Regions from separate parts of the Mus musculus genome. Here region 2 is linked to region 1. Evidence: chromatin contacts called from public promoter capture Hi-C data. All regions are on one chromosome and are shown on one strand. Each heading gives the region's core, a stretch centred on a gene start, on an enhancer-like site or on the middle of the called end of the contact. The rest is flanking DNA. Distances are from core to core; before and after follow the strand shown.

Region 1 (6,756 bases), core at 908-3,407:
ACCCTGGCTTGGAGTTTGAGGGCTCCCACTTGACCACACTTGGTTCAGTTCATCGCTAATTAAAGTTGGCATTAATCGGAACCAGGTGAGGTAACGGTTTCTTGTTTTGCTGTAATGCACACCATCTGATTAATCACTGTGGCACCAGTGGCTCTTAGAGCTACACGGAAGCCCTGGATTCTGCCGACCCATCTTTCCTTGTACAGGGATGGAGCAGAGGCCCTTGAACTATATACCTGGTCAAGTTTGAGAGCTTTTTGTTTAAGCTGAAACATTTGCATTTCTTTGCCGCAATCGGTATTTTGTATCTTTTTGATGTTGAAGAGTGCTTCTCTTAAGGTTCTGCAAGATGTTGCTTTAAACTTGGAAGGTTTAGGTATGGGTAGGGGTCAGTGACAAAGTTGCCAACTGTAAAACTCCACAGAAATTCAGAAGGACTTAGGGAAGGCAGTGCTGAGGATGAGGATTTTTGTAATTTTTCAAATTTGGGGTGAGACCCACTTATAGATTAGAAGTACTTTTGATGTTTTTCCCAACACAACAGAAGCCATCAGATTACATTACAGTTGTGCAGTAACACATTTCAGTTATGTGTGTTACAAAAAAGGTACTTCAGCAGTTTTCAGGAGTCCTGGTGTCTGTCTCATCACTATTTCAAAGCTGGAATAGGAACATGGCAGGAGTCTGTTTCAGTGATTCTGATATTAACAACTGCTTTGTGACACTAGACTTTCTTTTTTCTTTTTCATTTTTTCCTCTCAAGACAGAGTTTCTCTGTAGTCTTAGCCATAGTACAGACTGGCCACGAACTCATCCACCTACCTTGAGGCTTCATTTTCTTTATTTCATTTCCTTTTCTTTCTTTTTCTTTTTTTAAAGATTTATTTATTATATGTGAGTACACTGTAGCTGTCTTTAGACATACCAGAAGAGGGCATCTCATTACAGATAGTTGTGAGCCACCATGTGATTGCTGGGATTTGAACTCAGGACCTCCAGAAGAGCAGTTGGTGCTCTTAACCACTGAGCCATCTCTCCAACCCTTATATATATATATATTAAAAGAAACTGATGTGTCATGAGTGTTTTGCCTGCATGTGCATCTGTGTACCACATGTGTACTTGTTGCCTGAGGAGGAGAGCCTCCATGTGGGTGCTGGGAATAGAACCCAGGTCTTCCACAACAAGAAGTGCCCTTAACCACTGAGCTAACTCTTTAGCCCTGGGCTTTGTCTTCATAAGATTTCTTTATGACGTGTTTCTGTATGATGAGGACAGAAGGCATAAATACCCTAGAACCGGAGTTATGGTAGGTTGTAAGCCACCATGTGGGTGCTTGGGTCTTCTGCAAGAGCAGCCAGTACCTTTAATTGCTGAGCCATGACTCCAGATGTGTTTTTTAAATTAACATATTTTATTTATGAGCGTGTGTTTGTGTCTGAGGACAACTTGTGCGGATGGAACTCAGGTCATTATGTTTGGTGGCAAGCCTCTTTAAACCACTGAGCCATGTCGCTGTCCTGGAATAGGTTTTCTATGAACTTTGTACTTTTCCCTGTTGAAATTGTAAATTGGCTTCAGATGCTTCATAATCTCCCCAAACTTGCTTCCTTTCTGGCTATTATTGTCTCCTTGGTGTTACCAGAGAGGGTTGGGCGCAGGTTTGTTTTCTTGGGGATTCCTTCTTCTCCAGAGGCACAGGCTAGATGTGGATTACTGGAAGGAGACAGCCGTCCACCTCGTTCTCTGCAGGTGGATTGGCTTGGTGGGTAGGTTGAACTGTCTGCGGTCCGGGGGAGAGGGGTGACCGCTCAGCCGATCGCACCTTCTCACTGGAGGTCAACACCGAAGTTCCTGAGAGGAAGCTTTGCGAGGCCCCGGGCGCGTCTCAGAGTTACAAGAGGTGGCCGTGCAGGGCTCGGGCGAGGTCAGCGTGAGTCAGCCCTGGGCGCGGCCGAGCTCTGTGCACTAAGCTGGCCATGGCTGAGGGGCGCTTAGCAGCCCAAGTGGGAAACCCAGTCGCTTAGCGCAGCGTCGCCAGTCTTTGGGGCTGGGAGGGCGGTGCTTCCGGGTAGGCCCGCCCAGCCTCGCCTCCAGGGAACCACGCCCACATAAGACCACGCCCACAGGGAGCCCCTCCCTTCCCGACCCCGCCCATCCGGGTGCGGGCGGGTGGCGTCGCCTTTAAGAGCTCCCCGGTGTTTTGGGGGCCGCGGGCCGGGCGCGCTGACCTGGTGCGCATGTCCCGGGCGGTGACGCCGGCGCCGGGCTCCATGTGTGCGGCCGAGGGGCGCATTATCTGGCCGGCGGCGCGGGCGGGCGGAGCGGCGGAGCGAGCGCCGCGGGCCCGGGCGGCCCCTCAGGCGCAGCGAGCACGCGCGGCCGGCGCCCCCCGCCCCCAGCCCTGTGGACACGCGCGCTGCCCCTGGGCCCGGTCGGCGCGCGGCCGGGTAAGTTCCTAGCAAACTTGGCAAGGCGGGGCGGGGGCGCGGGAAAGTGGGAGCGCGGTCGTATTCGGTTTGCTGCGCTGCGGTTCGCTTCGCCTGCGCCGCTGGAAAGTTCCCCACCGCCCTCGCACGTGGGGCTGGGGTCCCTGGTCCCCGGAGCCGGGAAGTGGCCGAGTCGCCTCACTCCCTCCTGAGCTTTTCAGGCTGGGAGGCCGCCCCAAGGGGGGCGGCGGGCACACAGCACGTGGACGAGTGGCGTGGGGTGAGAGTCCACGGGAGGGTCGGGGGTCCGAGCCCGGCGGCGGCGTTAAATTCGGCGGCGACGGCGGCGGCGGAGGCGGCGGAGGATCCCGTGTCAGAATAAGAGTCCCTGCGCGCCCACGCCTGCAGGGCCGGTCCCCCCCCCCCCCCACCGTCCTGCTTGGGCTCGCGCCCTTCCTGCTTGACCCTGGGGAGCCATGGGACCCTTCCCCCTCTCTTGGTTCCTGTTTTCCTCATGGCCCTCCACTTTAAATTTGCCTCCGGGTGTACGATGTGGCTCCAATAATTTCTTTTTTCTTCCACCTGGAACGGGTTGGCATCAGTGACTAGACAGCAGCAGCTGGCCTTTTAAAGGGATTAATGCCAAGAATCGGAATTGATCACTTCAACAAGGAAAGGCTTCTGGGCAGGCCTCAGCCGCAGCCGGACTGCGCTCTCCGGAACCCTGAAATGAATGGGGACCCCTCATTAAGACCTGTATGGCAGAATGTTTTGTTTTTCCTTCCCGCCCCTGCAGTTTTAGCAGAGGCTGCAAGTTCTACCTACCTGACTCACTTCAGGTAGTTCACTCTTATCTTGTGGCTTTGGATTCTTTAGGACAAAGTCCTGGTGAGTCTCCTGAGCCTTACATTTTCTTGACAGCATTAACTTCTTTTTATCTTCTTGGAGTATGCAGCACTCCCACGTCCCTGTTAATGTGTGTGTCCATTCACAAAGCGATAGATACCTGTTGTGGATGTAATCTGTATACTGAGCCTGAGTCTCCCTCTTGTTCTTCTCATCCTACCATTCGGTGGTTACGGTGGTTACAACTTTTCTTTAAAGCAACATTACACCACAGCACTGTGAATACCCTCCAGTCCTTAGCTTATACCTGGCTCTCAGTGTGCATGGGCCAAGTTTCCTTTGCAGGTATAGCAGGTACCAAAAATGATCCTTCTGATGTATAATACCTAATTTCCAGATGAGAAGTTGTAGCTTCTACAAGTCCTGTTGTTCCCTCACTGCTTAGTGAAGGGGCAGAGATGTGATTGCTGTACGTTTTCTGCATTAGAACTGGGGAACGTAGCTGCTTTCCCCTTGTATGTGAGAATTCCCCCTGCTCTAGTACATGAAGCAAGCTCCTTGTACCTGTGCAGCTTAGAACACCATGCCAGCCTTTCTGTGTCCTGAGAGAAGAGAATCCAGCTGGCCTTTGAGTGGCATAGCCACCACGCTTGTGCTTCAGACCCAGAGTTCTCTAGAGGAAGCAGTTAAGTGTGGTAATCACCCACTCTTACTCCTCACTCTCTGTCCACCTCTCATTCTTCTTTTGCTCCCTACAATTCTGAAATACTTTAAAAAACAATGTCATTTTTTGTATGTTTGTACTCATGAGCATGTGTGGAGTCAGGTCAACTTTCAGGATTTGCTTCTTCCACCATGTGGGTTCAGAGAAAGAGCTTGTGTGAGGAGGCTTGGGGGCCAAGTGTCTTTTCCAGCTGATCACCAGGTCCCAATCCTCTCTTTAATTCAAAGATTGCTTTTCCCCTTGGAAGCTGAGTAGCTCTGGAAATGGGAGCATTTGTGCATTACTGATTGATCGCTATGCCTTGTTAGTTCCACTTTGATGACATTTCTTTAGTGTCATGTCATCTCTATTAGTGTGTTATTTGGCAGGTCCTGTGATGAAGCATATTATGATGTAAAGTGTCTGGGTTCAAGCCTCCTTGGGAAGCTTTCTGGAATCTTGCATCTGTGTGCTGCCCTACCTCCACTCCCAGTAACGAGCTATTTTGTGTTGTTGGTTTTGTTTCTTTTTGAGACTGGGTCTCATTCTAGCCAAGGCTGGCTTGGAGCTCACTGTATAGCCTAGGTTGGCCTCAAACTTGTTACAGTCCACATCCCTTATTTGAGTAATAAAGCCATTGTTAAGACTTAGATGTTCAGTTCTCCATTAGCTGTCTGACTTGTTCTGCATCATTTATTCTGTGAATTTCTGGCACTACAAGTAGTGATTTGCAGATTGATTTATGTAGTACAAATCGGTGTGCATACTGTGCCTCTGGCTTTAATACTAGGACTCCCTGATTGGGAGAAGTGAGTGAGATTAGTGGGCCAAGAAAACTTAGGGGATGAAGGAAGAAGGGCTGTATGACCTTGTGGGCCTGGTGTGGGAGCTTTTCTCTTTTGGGGTCACTAGTAGAAGATGAGTACATAAGAGAATAAGGTAGTTTCTGGGCAGAGAGTGCTTGAACTGAAGGGAGCTGGAATTGTTCTCCCTCTCTTCCTCCCTCCCTCTCCCTCTCTCCCTCTGTGTGTGTGTGTCGCCCCCTCCCCCCCACCATCCACCTCTGTTGGGTACTGCGGCAGCCCCATCCCAGCCCCGTCCCGAATAGGCTTGGCTGGCTGGCAGCTGGTATTTCCCCTGAGAGCAGTGTGAGTTATCACTGGGTTAGACAGAGCCCAGGCCAGGACCTTGTTCGATAGATCTAAACAGACAACCAACTGAGGAACTTGGTGGGCAAGCATCGCCACATTCAGCAGAGTTAGCCTTGTCTGGAGAAAATTAAGATCTTGACTTGAGCAGTCTTGGTGTTCAGCCCTTCCTGAGAGTTGGGCTTAAGACTGGCTCCAGCACAGCACAGCAGCTGAGTACCTGAGTGTTAAGACTCCAGTGTTTTTGTCCCTTACTGGGAGTGGTAGAACTGTTTTCTCTGCCCTCATAAGTGAAGTAATTTATGCTCAGTGTAAAGAGCTGGGAAGATTATGAAACAGGCTGGTAGGTGCAGTCTTAGAGGAGCATGGCTAGGATTTCCTCCTAAGAACCAGAAGAACAAGTTGTCAGCGCCACAGTTTGAGGCTGAGTGTGGTCATGGTCAGTGTGGATGCAGCTTCAGGAGGCAACAGACTGTCAGGTAGTAGGATTGACTTCATCGTCTGTCACCTGAACAAAGTGGACTCTTTGGATTGAAGTACGAAGGCAGTGATTGAGCTGATCACAGCAAAGTAGATGTCGACAGTATGAGGGAAAGAAGAGTTCCCATTCTGCTTGGCACCAGAAGACTCCTGCCGATGTGGACCAGTCAGGAGAATGTCAGGCTCAGTCTCCCAGCCCCCCCGCCCCCGAGCTTTCCAGGCTATATTTGTGACCTCTTTTTGTCTGATGAAAATGTAGGTTACTCTTTTAGAAGACAAAGGATTTATTTTGGTGGAATTCTGTAGGTAGCTTCAGGACGGCCCTCATTTTGCCCAGCTAGGGACCTCTTGCTACTCCTGTGGGCTGTACTGAATGAACTTCTGTCTTCATCTTCGAAGAAGTACTTGTTTCCCAGATGAAATCCTTAGGGATTTTTGTTCCATATTCTGTTCTACTTTCAGTTCTGGGTTCTTTATATGAAAGGGTTGATGTCACCTATGTCAGGGCCTAGAACATCCGTCTGGGCTGGGGGGTTGGGAGGGAAGAGGAGTTCCTAGCAGGTTGAGGTAGGCATTGTGGGGGGAGGTTTGAGGTTGTAGGACCCTGGAGGCTACTTTTCCTCAAAGATAGCTCCCGGATGGAGCTGTGGCTGGAGAGAGGGTAAAGGCCACTTGTTTTAAGGATTTGTTAGCAACATCTCTAGCAGTTCTTTGCAACTCTGAGCATGATCCCACCTCGCTAGTTTGATAGGTCTGTTCCTACAGCCTGCCTAAGGTGGTGCCTTTGAGTGCTTTAGGCTGCTGGATGGCCTGACTTAGCCTGCTCTGCCAGGGTATGAGCCCCACCTGCCCCTTGCAAGTGACTGGCTGCTGTTGAACCACCCTTTGGTCTCCTTTTCTGGAAAAGGGGTGGTGTTTTCTTTCTGCTTGGAAAGGCTGTGTTGGGAGTTAGTGAGATAAGGAATGTTCAGTCTCTTCATGCCTGGGATTTAGACATGGGCTCCAGCATACATAGTGAAGTACTTTCAGAAATGTCAGGCCACAGTGCTCTCCTGTATGGAACACCTTTACCCTGAAACTGATCATCAAATGTCTGTATGCCCTGTGGAATCTCACCTCAACTTCGTGTCACAGCTTGGCCTCTTGTTCC
Region 2 (6,809 bases), core at 4,065-6,564, 160 kb before region 1:
GTTTCTTGTTCTGGTGTGTGCTGGACCACCACACTGCATCCACAGCCCTTCTGCCCCCACCTGCTCCTCCTGTTCCTTTGCCATAGGGCTCCATTCTGTGGTCTCAACTGAGCTGGAATTCCCTGTGTAGCCCAGGCTGGGAATGTGGCCTGTGCCACCAGGCCCTTCATCTTCCTTTCACTTAAGAAGATTATTAATTTACGGTTAATGTCTGTGAATGTCTGTGTGAATGTGGGTGTGCACGTGGAGATCAGAGGGGTGGTCTTCTTAAGCCTGGAGCCTGCAGCATCTGTCCTGACACCCTTGGGACAAGCCCAGACCCCAGGGAACAGCCCTTCCTCTTCCTGCAGGAAGTTTCTTGAAGCACTCCACAACCCTCACAAACCGGCAACGTGGGAATGAGGTCTCAGCTCTGCCAGCCACCCTGGACTGTAAGTAGAACTCAAGTAGGGGTGGGTCTAGAGGATTCCTTACAAGCTCCATGGTGCTCTATGGCCCTGCAGTTGGGGCGGGAGATCAGAAGTTCAAGGTCATTCCTAGCTACTTACAGAATAGGAGGTCAGCCTAGATTACATGAGATCCTGTAACAAAAACAAGAAAGAACGAAAGACCACAAGGGATTGGGGAATGTAGCTTAGTGGGTAAAGTGCTTATGGCTCAGTGGCTAGAGTACTTGTAGCTTAGTGGATGGAGTGCTTATAGCTCAGTTGTCAGAGTGCTTGTAGCTCAGTTGGTAGATTGCTCAGCTAGCATGCACAAAGTCCTGAGTTCTATCTCAGTCTCCTCGTAATACTGCGAATAGTAGCGCATACCTGTCATACCAGCACTCATGAGAATTAGCAGTTCTATGTCATCCTTTGCTACACAGAGCAAACATGTACCAAGTTGCAGGCCAGCCAGGGCTACATGAGAACCTACCTCAAAACAGAAACAAAGAGAGGATGAGCAGGGTAAACTGAGGCCTGGAGAGGGATGGAGTAGGTGAGCACTGCCTGTCTCTGCCCCCCAGCCCTTTCTATCCACCAGCTTGCAGCCCAAGGGGAGCTGAGCCAACTGAAGGATCATCTGCGGAAGGGTGCGTGTCCTGCCTGCACATGCCTGTCTGGTAGGGGAACTTGTGCGTGAGAGTGGCTTGTGTGTGCATGTATGATTTGTGTAATGTTCCCCTTCATGTGACCCCTGAACCCCGCCCACCCTGCTCACAAGAGCTGACAATCTTGCCATCCCCATCCCATATTCCACTTGTCAGGAAACAACCTGATCAACAAACCGGATGAGCGTGGCTTCACCCCCCTCATCTGGGCCTCAGCCTTTGGAGAAATTGAGACAGTTCGCTTCCTGCTAGACTGGGTACGTCTATCCTGGGAACACATGGACAGGCCGGGGTCTCAGCCTCTGAAGCTGCTACATTGGAGATGTGCTGCCCTACTTGGAGACCCTGGGGTTCCAGGGTCCCATCACTATCCTGTCTCCCAGGGTGCTGACCCCCACATCCTGGCCAAGGAGCGGGAGAGCGCACTGTCACTTGCCAGTATGGGTGGCTACACGGACATCGTGAGGTTGCTGCTTGACCGTGACGTGGACATCAACATCTATGACTGGGTGAGGCACTGCCACCCTTATCTGTCTTAGCCTCCTGCTTTCTATTCCTACCCAAATATGGATGGGGTCCCTGCAAGGTGCCAAGCCTGCTCTGGTTCTGGGAACACAAGACAACTGCCCTCACACCTGATAACAGTTCCCAGTGCAGGGAAAACAAGATACAAAGAGTAGAGCTATAAATGGCCGGTTCACAGGCAGTCTAGCAAAAGTCTGGGAGGGCTTCCTGGAAGAATGGGCATCTAGGACACAGAACAGAAAGATATCCCAAGTGGTAGGCAGGAAGTAGGTTGAATTGGCAGCCAGAGGGCAAGGGCAGGGCACTGAGATTTACCTTGGTTTTTACATGATCTTATCCAACAGAATGGAGGAACACCACTGCTCTACGCTGTGCGTGGGAACCACGTGAAGTGTGTGGAGGCCTTACTGGGTAAGTGGGAGCCCATGGGCCCTGCAGGAATCACAGGCTCCAAGTGTAGACCAGAAGAGACAGGGTAGTGTGAGGGGGTTTGTGTTGGATCCTGTCAGCCATGATGAGCCTCCTACCCTCCATGCCTCAGAGACTCTAAACCCTGTTCTTTGGGTAGGGGCTCCTGAAGTCTGGCCACTGTGCTGTGTCAATGGACAAAAGGCAGACCTGTAGTTGTACTGGGGTGGGGAGGGAAGAGTCACTCCAGCCTTCAGTCCCCAAGCCCTGCCATGAGCTCATCTCTGAGTGCCCATTCCTCTTCACAGCCCGGGGTGCTGACCTCACCACAGAGGCTGACTCTGGCTACACCCCAATGGATCTCGCAGTGGCCCTGGGATACCGCAAAGGTGGGCTTGGGATGCTGTGGCAAGCTGAGGGGCTGTGGATGGGGTGGCCACAAAGGCTGTACACGGGGTGTTCCCCATGGGTGCTAGATCCTGGTAGGAAACACGGCCCTTAGCACCCAGGTTGCAGCAGGGACACCAGTGCATGACAAGAGAACACTGCCCCAGGGAGACACAGACACTCAGAGACACTCTGGGGGACACAGACACTCAGGCACACTCTGGGGGGACAAAGACACTCAAGAGACACTCTGGGAGCACACAGACACTCAGACACATTCTGGAGGACACAGACACTCAGACACACTCTGGGGGACACAGACACTCGGAGATACAAACAGCACCATCCAGGCCCAGGGTGGGCGTAGTCTTGGTTATCACCTCCACCCACATCCACACATTGTTCCTCTTGGTGGTGGGGTGGGCATCCCAGACTTCCATTCCTGTTGCTGTAACAGAGTACCACAAATGGGGTGTTTGGTTTTTTTTAACATTTTATTTGGACTCATGGTTCTGGAGGCAGAGAGAGCTACAATTCGGAGGGTGGGTGGGATACAGGAGTGAAGGGAGACAGGCAAACCTTGCCTTAAAGCAACCTATTCTCAAGGTAGTGAGCCCAGCCCAGCAAGAACAGAAAAGCAGAAAAGCACTTGGCTGGACAGTTTCCTGCTCACGGCCTCCTGTTTACATCAGAGGCTGAGCATCTTCTTCAGTCCCTTCTTCCCGGCTCCCCCAGCTCACCCCTCCTCCCACCTCCTCCCACAGTGCAACAGGTGATGGAGAGCCACATCCTCAGATTGTTCCAGAGCACCCTGGGGCCTGTGGACCCCGAGTGAAGACAGCCTGCTGGGAACCCAGGCACTCAGGGACAGTCAGCCCACAACTGGCTTGAAAGGCAGCTCCTGGACAGTGGTGGGAAGAGCCCTCCGCAACAGGAACCAATAAATCTGTGCAGAACTTGAAGGTCTTCAGGGTGCCTCCCAGGGGGGCTTCCTGGAAGAATAGCCGCTTCTCACCCTGCCTTCTCACCCAGCACCCGCAGGTGGTAGATGACTACACGGCCAAAAAAGTCGGTGGTGTCCTCAAAAGTCAACTTCAGTCGGTCCACCTCCATTGTGGGGATGGAGAAGGTGTGACTTCTTGCAGTCAAGGAAATGGTGGTTTTATCTCTGACCCATCAGGCCCCACCTTCCCAGTCCAGAGACCACCCGATGGGCCACTGACTAAAGGCTCTTGATTCTCATACCCAGCAAGAAATCAATAGCACCTTTTTTTCTTTTTCTTTTAAATATGGGGGTCTCAGGTAACCCAGGCTGGCCTCAAACTGTAGTTGAGGCTGACCTTGAACTCCTGATCTTCCTGCTGCCCCTCCAGGGCACTAAAGCACAGAGAAGCAGTTCCTACTCCTGCGGAGGAGGTCAAAGCTTTGATTCTTTTGAGACAGGGTCTGGTCCAAGCTGGCCTGGCATTCTGGATCCTCCTGCCCCAGCCTCCCCAGTGCCATTACCACCACACCCAAAGACCTGAAGCTTGTAGAAAACCAGATCCCTCCCACCACAAGACAGGCAGGATATCTGAAGGGCATTGGTGTCCTCAGGGTAGAAATCTACAATCTTGCTGAGTGCCTCCCCACCCCGTGAACCTGCAATGGAGAAATGGGCTAAGAATCCAGGGAACCCTGTGGACACCCCACCTCTCAGCTTTCTTGTACCTTCCAGGCAGCTGTGGCGACTGGAGAAGCCACCCTGGAACTGCACCTGCAGCTGTGTGATCTGAACACACTGGGGAAACTCGAGTGACACCCACTGGGAGGGGCCCTGGAAGCAGAGGGATAAACTGAGGCACTTGGTAACTGCAAGGTTAGGGCCCTATGATGTTCTGTTCATCTTTCTTTCTTTTTTTTTTCCCCAAGACAGGGTTTCTCTGTGTAGCTCTGGCTGTCCTGGAACTCACTTTGTAGACCAGGCTGGCCTCGAACTCAGAGATCCACCTGCCTCTGCCTCCCAAGTGCTGGGATTAAAGGCGTGTGCCACCACTGCCCGCCTTTTTTGTTTGTTTGTTTTTTGTCTGTTCATCTTTCAAGTGTCACTGCCACGGCCAGCACAGGAAGGGTACAAGCACACTGTGCTTTCTAGTCTCCCCAGAGATCTCAAGGCACCCTGTAACCTTGCATCTTCTACACCCCTACACTTGGAATGAAGGGGTATAGAAGCACCTCACCTGGTCAGAGTTCCAGCACGTCTCTTCATCCTGGTCAAAAAGATGTTTCTTTCCAAATTGCCGGCTGTTGCGATTGAGCACAGAACTGACCCTGCAGGACAGGACCAGGTTAGGGGCCTCAACACTTGGACATCCTTGCTGTGAGCCACCCACCAGGCCGGCCGGCCCCACACCCAAGAACTCTGCTACCAACAGCCAGGAACTTAACTACCAGACCGCACCCCCAGCCAGGGAACAGATGCACCAGGCAACACACCACTTAAACCACGGGACTCTACCACCTGGCTCCGCCCCCAGGCTGCTCCAGGTTCCTGATTCTGGACCCCAGCTAGCTGCCATCTGGGCCTCGTCTCCACAACTCAGCTCCCAGTTCTTCCGCCCCCGCGCCCAGATCTACACTGAGTCTCACCTGCTCACAGTGTCCGGACAAACCAAAGACTGAGTCATCACAGTTCTAGGATGACTCGCGGAACGCGAGTTCGAAGCCCGGCGCTGCCACTCCCAACTTGATCTAGCGGCCACACTCCCTACCCCCGGCCACCTCTATATGACAAGGTGGGCGATCTGGGAACCGGAGGAACACTAAAAGCAGCTTTCTAAACCAACCGAGCCCCAGCGGCTCTGCAGATCTACGAACCCGGAACCGCGTGCGGATAGCGCACGCGCAGTGCTACACAGACACTGTTCCGTTCGCGGGGCCGGGGCGGGGTTTATGGCACCTCCCCTTCGCCTCTTAAAGGGCCCTCACACTGAGGTTTCTGGTTCTGTTGAACTACACACCTAGTGGCTACAAAATGTTCCCATGGCCTTCCTGTGATCATGTCTACCTGCAGAAGGCCTTGCTCGCCGTGGATGCAGCTTGGGAGCCCTGCACCCCATTGCCTTCCAAAGAGGCCAAAATAAATGTTGAAGAGGCCGTGCTACTGGGTGCATCAGTCACCCCCAGCCCTTGCGTCCTGCTCCGACCCTAAATCCATCTCCTGCAGGGCTTACGTTTCATGCTAACATGGACAGTAGCAGATCTGCCTAATATATTTTTGAGACAGGGTCTCGTGTAGATTTGGCTGCCCGGAATTTGCCTCGCAGGTAATGGCCGCCTAGACTCCCAGAAATCCTCCTGCCTCTGCCTCCTGAGCCCTGGGATTAAAGGCATGCACCTTCACGCCCCGTATTGGGATTAAAGTATATTTTTTAATTAAAAACACTTTAATGTGTAATGAGTGTTTTGCTTGAGTGTTTGTATACTATACATGTCTGGTAATTGTCCATCCAGAAGAGAACATGGGATCTCCTGTACCACCACTTCCAGTGAGGCTGCTGGAAACCGACTGTAGGTCCTCTGCGAGAACAGGAAGTGCTCTCAAACATTTTCCAGAGTCTACTTTTTGTATTACTTTTATTAATATGTGGAAGTTAGAGCATAACGTGTAGGAGTTAGCTTTCTCCTTTCACCGCATGGGTCCTGGGGATTGCATTTGAGTCATCAGGGTCAGCTACTTTACCAACTGAGCCATCTCCTCAGCTAAGGAGCTCAATAGCAGGCTGCCCAGAAAGTGCAAGGCACTGGGTCCCATCACCAGCGCGAAGGATAAATCAGTCTCTCAGCGAATGCTTTCCTAACATGTTATGGAAGACTTGGTCAAAGAATGGTGTAAGGTGGATTTCAGAGGATGCAGAGGAGTGTGTCCCAGTGGGAGCAAACAAAACCAGACATAGACACCCCAAACATCATGGGTTCAGGGATGAGTCACAGGAACAAAGAGACTGAAGAAGCAGGGAGACTTTCTAAAGGAAGGGCTTTCTGGAAGAGAAAGAGTTCCAGGCCAGGGATTAGCAAAAACATAGAATCAGGTGACACAGACAACAGGTTTGAATGAGAGCTAGGGAGCCACTTCCCACTGGTCTGCAGCAGCTTTGGGGAGAGGGTGGAACCCCAGCCTGCTCTCTGAATGAAGACTCCCAAGACAGAGCAGCCTCTGGGTTGAATGGCCTCTGATCTTTCCTCTTTCTGTGAGCGCCAGAGGGTTCCTTAGCATCCCACCGGTGTCTCCTAAGTCCGCCCCAGGAAGCAGGCCTGGCAGGGTAACTGGGTCACATCAGGAGGGATGCCCTGCCAGCCCAGAAATGCAGGGCCTTCCTTGCCAGGCCATCCAGCTTCAGCCTAGCTGTTTTCCAAG

Evidence for each region. Capture Hi-C pulls out chosen DNA fragments and counts their contacts.
Region 2: a contact with region 1 is called in a promoter capture Hi-C map of adipose tissue. The contact joins the promoter of Nr2c2ap here to the promoter of Gatad2a in region 1. A contact is called at or near these places in 4 of 39 promoter capture datasets (the C10 cell line, frontonasal cranial neural crest, liver and 1 more), 7 of 484 Hi-C or Micro-C datasets (the C2C12 cell line, Sertoli cells, embryonic stem cells and 2 more), 6 of 115 datasets of contacts at active chromatin or transcription factors (the SCID.adh cell line, bone marrow-derived macrophages, craniofacial prominence and 2 more) and 4 of 9 other capture datasets (adipose tissue, liver, macrophages and 1 more).

Annotation. Positions count from the first base shown.
Region 1 is chr8:69,969,784-69,976,539 of GRCm38.p6, reverse strand. Gatad2a (GATA zinc finger domain containing 2A) reads left to right here and starts at 2,157. Exons shown (of 13, transcript NM_001113346.1): 1 at 2,157-2,450.
Region 2 is chr8:70,129,832-70,136,640 of GRCm38.p6, reverse strand. It overlaps Nr2c2ap (nuclear receptor 2C2-associated protein), which reads right to left and starts at 5,314. Exons shown (of 5, transcript NM_001025586.2): 1 at 5,042-5,314; 2 at 4,633-4,723; 3 at 4,124-4,229; 4 at 3,987-4,054; 5 at 2,889-3,544. The coding sequence starts at 5,079. The coding sequence ends at 3,425. Rfxank (regulatory factor X-associated ankyrin-containing protein) reads left to right here. Exons shown (of 9, transcript NM_011266.2): 3 at 351-431; 4 at 1,010-1,105; 5 at 1,250-1,350; 6 at 1,477-1,602; 7 at 1,963-2,029; 8 at 2,335-2,415; 9 at 3,178-5,835. The coding sequence ends at 3,248.